Linked DNA regions of Sus scrofa: region 2 is linked to region 1. The links are chromatin contacts, called in public promoter capture Hi-C maps. All regions are on one chromosome and are shown on one strand. The core of a region is the stretch at or near the end of the contact, and the rest is flanking DNA. Distances in the headings are between cores, read along the strand shown. Region 1 holds the start of PLA2G1B (phospholipase A2 group IB). Region 2 holds the start of UNC119B (protein unc-119 homolog B).

What was found. Promoter capture Hi-C pulls out the DNA fragments that hold promoters and counts their contacts.
Region 2: a contact with region 1 is called in a promoter capture Hi-C map of fetal skeletal muscle, with 3 times the contacts expected there. The contact joins the promoter of UNC119B here to the promoter of PLA2G1B in region 1. A contact is called at or near these places in 2 of 5 promoter capture datasets (fetal liver and fetal skeletal muscle) and 3 of 47 Hi-C or Micro-C datasets (embryonic fibroblasts, epiblast stem cells and fetal heart ventricle).

What each region holds. Positions count from the first base shown.
Region 1 is chr14:40,320,603-40,323,994 of Sscrofa11.1, forward strand. It overlaps PLA2G1B (phospholipase A2 group IB), which reads right to left and starts at 1,713. Exons shown (of 4, transcript NM_001004037.1): 1 at 1,654-1,713. The coding sequence starts at 1,687.
Region 2 is chr14:40,622,604-40,625,995 of Sscrofa11.1, forward strand. It overlaps UNC119B (protein unc-119 homolog B), which reads left to right and starts at 1,593. Exons shown (of 5, transcript XM_003132916.6): 1 at 1,593-1,877. The coding sequence starts at 1,634.

The DNA of each region.
Region 1 (3,392 bases), core at 463-2,962:
GAAATTGCCTGGCACATAGTAGATACTCAGTAATTATTAAATAAGTTTTAAAAGTCTGCTTCTAGAAATTCTTGTGTTGCTCAGAGGGTTAAGAATCCCAAGATGCTGCTGTAGCACTGGTTCGATCTGATCCCTGACCTGAGAACTTCCACATGCTGAGGGTGTGGCCAAAAAAATAAGTCTGCCTCTGGCTAAGTATTCGCCCAAATCAAGCACAAGGCTTGGCACGGCAGACTTAAACAAGCAGGACACTTTACCTACCCTGTGAGTTTGGTGTCCTAAAGAGAAGATGGCACTAAGTGATTTGGGGATCCTGTCCAATCAGCCACCAGCGTTGACTCTCTGCCACATGCCTGGCCCTTCCTTTCCTTGATCTGCTATGGACACTGACACCCCCTGCGCTTAAACTCCAGAGCAAAGGAAAGGTAGGAGCTGGCTGCTCTCCCCCCTGAGCTGCCTCTGTGGTGGCAGGTGACAGAGGCTGTGTCCAGGAACAGAACCTGGAGCCAGGTCTGGCAGGAGTGTCCTGGCCACCTTGGCCCATCTCCAAACCCTACTCCTGCCTCCCTGTTTTCTTTCTCTCTGATCCAGCCAGCTTTGCTCTTTGTAGAGGCCAGACCTGCACAAAATTACTGCTCTGTTTGTGTATGTGTGTGTGTGTGTGTGTTCCTTAGACAGGGAACATGCCTCATTCACCTCTGAGTCCCCAGTCTCAACTGTGCCTTGGAAGTTCTGATACCATCAATGTGGAATGGATGAATGAGGTGGGATCTGAATTCCAGTAAATTCTAAGTTCTTTTCGTTTGCTTGGTGTTTTTGGCTGTGCCCTCAGCATGTGGACGTTCCCCAGCCATGCATCCAACTCAAGCCACAGCAGTGACCCAAGCCATTGCAGTGACAATGCTGAATCCTTAACCCCCTGTGACACCAGTGAATTCTGATTCCATGAATTCATTCAATAAAGGTGCAAACAGCACCAGGGATTAAAGAGCAGTACTTTTATCCCTGCTCTTGTGGAGACTATGCTTTGGTGTGGGTGTAGGATGACAAAAGAAATGAATCAACAAGATATGAATTGGAGTTCCCGTTGTGGCTCAGTGCTTCAAGAATCCAACTAGGAACCATGAGGTTGCAGGTTCGATCCCTGGCCTTGCTCAGTGGGTTAGGGATCCGGCGTTGCCATGAGTTGTGGTGTAGGTCGAAGATGTGGCTTAGATACCTGCGTTGCTGTGGCTATGGCATAGGCCGGTGGCTACAGCTCCGATTTGACCCCTAACCTGGGAACCTCCATATGCGGCGGGAGCCGCCCAAGAAATGGCAAAAAGTCAGAAAAAAAAAAAGATATGAATTGCAGGCAAAGGGAGGTGCTAACTTCTTATACCAAGGCCATATGGCAGAGGAAGAGGAGAGGGGGCCCTCTGAGCTTGGATGGACAGGGGTAAGGCTTTCTGAGAGGGGTCATCTGAATTCAGATCTGAAGGATGGAAAGGTGCCAGCTGTGGGGGGCTTTGAGGGAACCCCAATATTGGAGCTCTCATGCCCCATCATGAGCTCTGAAAAAGACTCTACATCTGGCCAGCCCTGTGAGCTGTGGTTCCCAGGAGGAGAGAGATGTCATTGCAAGAAGAGATGGAGCTGGGGGAACTCACCTACCTGTGAGCAGAACAGCCAACACGAGGAATTTCATCCTGCTGTCAGGTTGGTGAGCAAAAGGCTCATGTCACTTATGGCCTCTCTTCTTATAGCCGCCCTGCTGCCCCAAGATAAGACTCTAGTGTTTACTTTGCTCTCTGCTGACTCTGGGTTGGCCTTGAGTGTGTCAGCCACAGGAACGATCCTGAACAACAAGCAAGCCCTGCCAGCCGGGTTTTGGGGATGGGGTTGGAAGTAGTGGATATACTTGTCATCAGGACTTTTTTTTTCTGTTCTGTTTTGGTTTTGGCCACCCCCAGGTCATGTGGAAGTTCCCAGGCCAGAGATCAAACCCACGCCATAGTAGGGACAACATGGGACCCTTAACGCACTGCATCACCAGGGAACTCCTATTATCAGCCCTTTTTGAAGGATTATTTCTGGAGTCGAATATCTTGGAATCTTTACCCTTGCATTCAACCCTTTGCATTCAGTCCAGCTTCATCAGAATGCGTGGGGGGGATGGGGTGGGGGAGCAAAACTGTCGACTCCATTGAACAACTGGGATGGGAAGGAAATGATTACTGCTTCTGTGTTTTCTCGTGTGCTTAAGCCTGAGCCATGAGTCTCACTGAATGATCCCAGCAATTATGCACCTTGTAGATGGGGAAATAGGTTCAGACAACAGGAGCAAATTGCACCAGGTCACACAGCTAGCAAAGGGAAAGCAGGAGCTCAAACTTAGGTATGTCTGATTCTAAGGCACACAGTTAATTTTTTTCTTGCTTCATCAACATCACTCCCCTCTCCCCATTCCCCACTGTGGGTTTGTAAGAAAAAGAAAACCCTGGGCTTTGGGGTTCTAAAAGCTTGGCGCTGACTTGTAGACTAAAAAGGGTTTTAGAACGATCATATCAAAGGTTTATATAACATTGTTTAGGTGAAATTCACATTATAAAACATTTACTTATGAAGTATTATTTATTACTACTAATTGTTTTTTTTGGCTGTCCTTGTGGCACATGAAATTTCCCAAGCCAGGGATCAAACTGCACCACAGCTGAAGCCTGAGCCACCGCAGTGACAATGCTAGATCCTTAACCCTCTGTGCCACCAGGGAACTCCTAACCATTTTATTTTTAAAGTGAACAATTTAGTGGCATTTAGTACGTTCACAGTGCTGTGCAACAATCATCTCTACCTAATTCTAGAAAATTTGTTTCTTCTCCAAAGGAAACTTTGAACTTATTAGCTGTCACTTTTCCCCAGCCCCTGGCAACCACTAATCTGCTTTCTGTCTCTACAGATTTACCCCTTTTGGATATTTCACACAATATGTAATATTTTATACTTGGCTTAGTGGGTGCTAGCCCATTTGGTTTTTATGTGATCTCTGCAACAACCCTGTGACTAAGGGAGGCCCTATTGTTTTATTTATTTATTTATTTACTATTTTTCTTTTTAGGGCTGCACCCCTGGCATAGGGAAGTTCCCAGGCTAGGGGTCAAATCAGAGCTGCATCTGCTGGCCTACATCACAGCCACAGCAGTACTGGATGCAAGCCTCATCTTCGACCTATGCCACAGCTCATGGCAACACTGGATCCTTAACCCACTGATCAAGGCCAGGGATCGAACCTGCATTCTCATGGGTTTGTTACTGCTGAGCCACAACGGGACCTCCCTATTGTTTTAATTTAATGTATTTATGTATTTATTTACTTACTTTTCTCTCTCTCTCTCTCTCTTTTTTTTTTTTTT
Region 2 (3,392 bases), core at 343-2,842, 300 kb after region 1:
ATCTATCTTTGAGATCTCTCCATACTAATACATAGAGATCAAGCTCATTCCTTGTAACAGCTGCATAACATAAATGAATGCAACTGTAATTTATTGTAAGTTTTCAACATTACGAATGGCCATAATGGTCCTATAGCAAACATGTGGTCCTATAGCAAACATCTTTGTGCATACATGTAGGCTATGTGGAATTCCAGGTAAAGGGATCAAAACGTTTCTTATCATCCCTAAAAAGAGAAAAGGTGGGGTTCAGGTAACTCTAGTCCTGGTGGTCTGAGAACAAAGGTTCAGTGAGCAAGAGATTGTAGGAAATGGCTTCATGCTAACCCCTCACCCCTACCTTGGACATTAACAATCAAGTAGAATATTAAGGGTTCTGGAAATTCTTCAGTAACCACTCATTGCTGAATAGTTTAAAAAGAATTGTCTGCAAAGGGTAGGACTTTAATTCTTTGTACACATCTTCAAATTTCCCTGAACTGTTTGAGAAATCCCACCCGGGTGGTAATCTCTCAAAGTCAGGTCAGCAATTAGATAGGAACTTGCTCACATACTGTACCACCAGGCTAGGCGACTGAGATGGAGTCAGGATTGGATTTTGTCCAGGAACAAGGCGAGGCCTGTCAGCCCCTCCCAAACCCCTCATATCGGGTGAGAGGGACCCAGCAAGGCCTGCACAAATCAAGCCTTTGAGGCTGACCCAGGGAAGAGGGTGGGGTTTCACTTTGGCCTGAGACTGGCTGAGGGTGACCTAGCAGACACACTTTGCATCAGAGAGGCCCAGGCCTCCCACACAGAAGAGTATGGATCCAGAATCTCTAGAGAAGGAGCCACTTGGGGTGTAAGAGGGCAGTGTCCTCCCTCCTCCCACTCACCTCCTCCAGTTGTTGAAATCATGGTTAATTTTCAAGGCTCAGGTGCAGATGTCAGCCCTGAAGCTTTCCTTCATGCCCCAGACCCCTCCTGTGTACTTTGGCAGCACCTCTGCTGCAGCAATTAGCAGTCTGGTTTGGCCTCTGGTTCATTCATACTTACTGGGCTGGTCAAGAGGAAGGGGCATCTGATGAATTATGTACTTTGCAGCCTTTCCCAACAAAGTGGGAGCTCCATAGTGAAGCGATGTACAGGTCTTCCTTCACACATTCATTTAATCATTATTGAGCACTTACCATGTGTCAGGCATTAGCTAGACTACCCAAATACAGTGATGAACAAGGCGGACCCAAGCCTTGCCCTCTCTCCTATTCTTATATTCCCTGCAGCCCAGACCAGTGTCTAGCCCAAAGCTTGGCACAGCAGCGTTTAGGAATGGCAATCTCGTTGGAAAGCTGCCTTTGCATAGCAAGCACTGTCAACTTACCTTCTAGGCTACAGATGAACAAACACTTTCTCAAGATGCCATGTTTACATCTTATATGACGGAAAGTCATTTGACTGTACGAAATACTTTTTTAAACATTCGAGGAGATCTGGAGTACTAAGGTACCAGCCACCTGGCTTGACCAACGCGGGCGAGAAGGCGGTGGTGACACCGCCCGCAGACCCCGCCCCGGCCCCGCCCCCGGCCCCGCCCCGCCCCCGCTCTCCATAGTTACGGCGCTGCGGAGGCGGCGGCCATCTTGGCGGCGGAGCGATGAGTGGGTCATACTCGAAGGCTGCGGCCGTGGGGTCCGCGGCTGGGCCCGGGGGGCTAGTGGCTGGCAAGGAAGAGAAAAAGAAGGCGGGCGGCGGCGTCCTGAATCGGCTCAAGGCGCGGCGGCAGGCACCCCACCACGCGGCCGACGACGGCATCGGGGCTGTGGTCACGGAGCAGGAGCTGCTGGCTCTGGACACCATCCGGCCCGACCACGTCCTGCGCCTCAGCCGGGTCACCGAGAGTGAGTGCAGGGCTGGCCGCGCCCTCCCCTCGTGTCAGGCCCCGGGCCCCTTGTAGGCTTCGGCGGAGCCGGCCGCTGGCCGCTCGCCCAGCCGCCGGGGGTCCACCCAAGCGCCCCCGACCGGCCAGGCCGCGCTGCCCACTGCTCCGCCCGGCTGGGTCTTCGCTGCCCACCCTCAACTAGACCTGATTGGGAGGGGTTTTCCTTGAGCTTGTTCTCCCCCGAGTCCCGCCATGCCAGGCTTCCCCGTGGCCGGCCCCTCAGCTGGATCTGTTTGGGTAGGGAGCCCCCTTAGCTTCCTGACCCTGGTAGGTGCGCCCCTGTCCCCCAGCTATCAGTGAAGTTCCTGTTCAGCTAGTCCGCCTCAACCTGACTGCTGCCAGCTTCTGCAGCCCTCTGCCAGTCCAGACCCCTACCTGCTTTCTCTACCTTTCTCTCCACTCCGGGCCCCTGACAGCCCCTCCCTCCTTTCCAGCCTGCCTTTGGCCCCCTACCTCTTTGCGTCCCAAGCGTTGCCCCTTTGTGTGCAGATGGGTTCTTCCTTCCTCAAATATATTGCTGTGGCATTTCATGCAAATTTAAAACTGCCGCATAAAATAAAGTTTCAGTTTACTTACAAAATCCAAAATGTGAATCCTGCTTTTGACACTTATTCTAGTAAATTAAGATGTCAGGATGTCGGAAATGTGTTTCTTGAATAAAATGCAACCATCCTACACCTTTTCATTGGTAGAAGGGAAGAAATATATAACCCACCTTCTGTCCTGGCTCTCCTCTCTTTTTCTGTTCTCTTCCAGGTCAAGCCCTGACTTGGATGCCTTTTCTCTTGCTACTCTTTCTCCCTAAAAGAGTTTGCAGTCGGTTGGTTAGACCCTGTTTGCCCAGCCCATCCACCCTCTCCTCCAGACTTATAGCCCTGAAGCACTAGTGCTTCCTTGATGGATTATGGCTGCCGTCCTGTCATTTGCTGAGTTGCTTTAGTCCACAGGCCAGGGGCGCTCAGGTGTACCTCAGGGAGCCAGAGGCCACGCCAGTGATTTGAGGATGGCAGTTTGGGGAGCTGGGCCTTGGTCCAGCCTGGATGAAAGGGAATTCCCATCTCCTAAACTAGTTTTAATTGATTTTAGATATGTTCGTTACCTCCATTTTCCATCACTACATGGGTTGGGACTGTCCTTTGCATCCCTGAATATATCTTTAGAAGGTCTTGCTGTTCTGTTTCATTGACACATTGTGAAGAAGCTGCTTCTGTTCTGACCCAGTTTTCATTTGGGGCTCTGAAGTCTCTGAAATGCTCATCACCTCACCTTTCTTACCTCATGCTTTCCCCTGATATCAAAGGTGAACTAGGCCACTATTCACCCACCCCCGCCCCCCACCTCTCCTTGGCATATGGAGTTCCCAGGCCACACAGTTGTGACCTATGCTGCAGCTGCAGCTACGCTGGATCCTTAACCCGTTGTACCAGGCCAGGGATCGAACTTTAGTACCAGCACTCCAGAGACACCTTCAGTC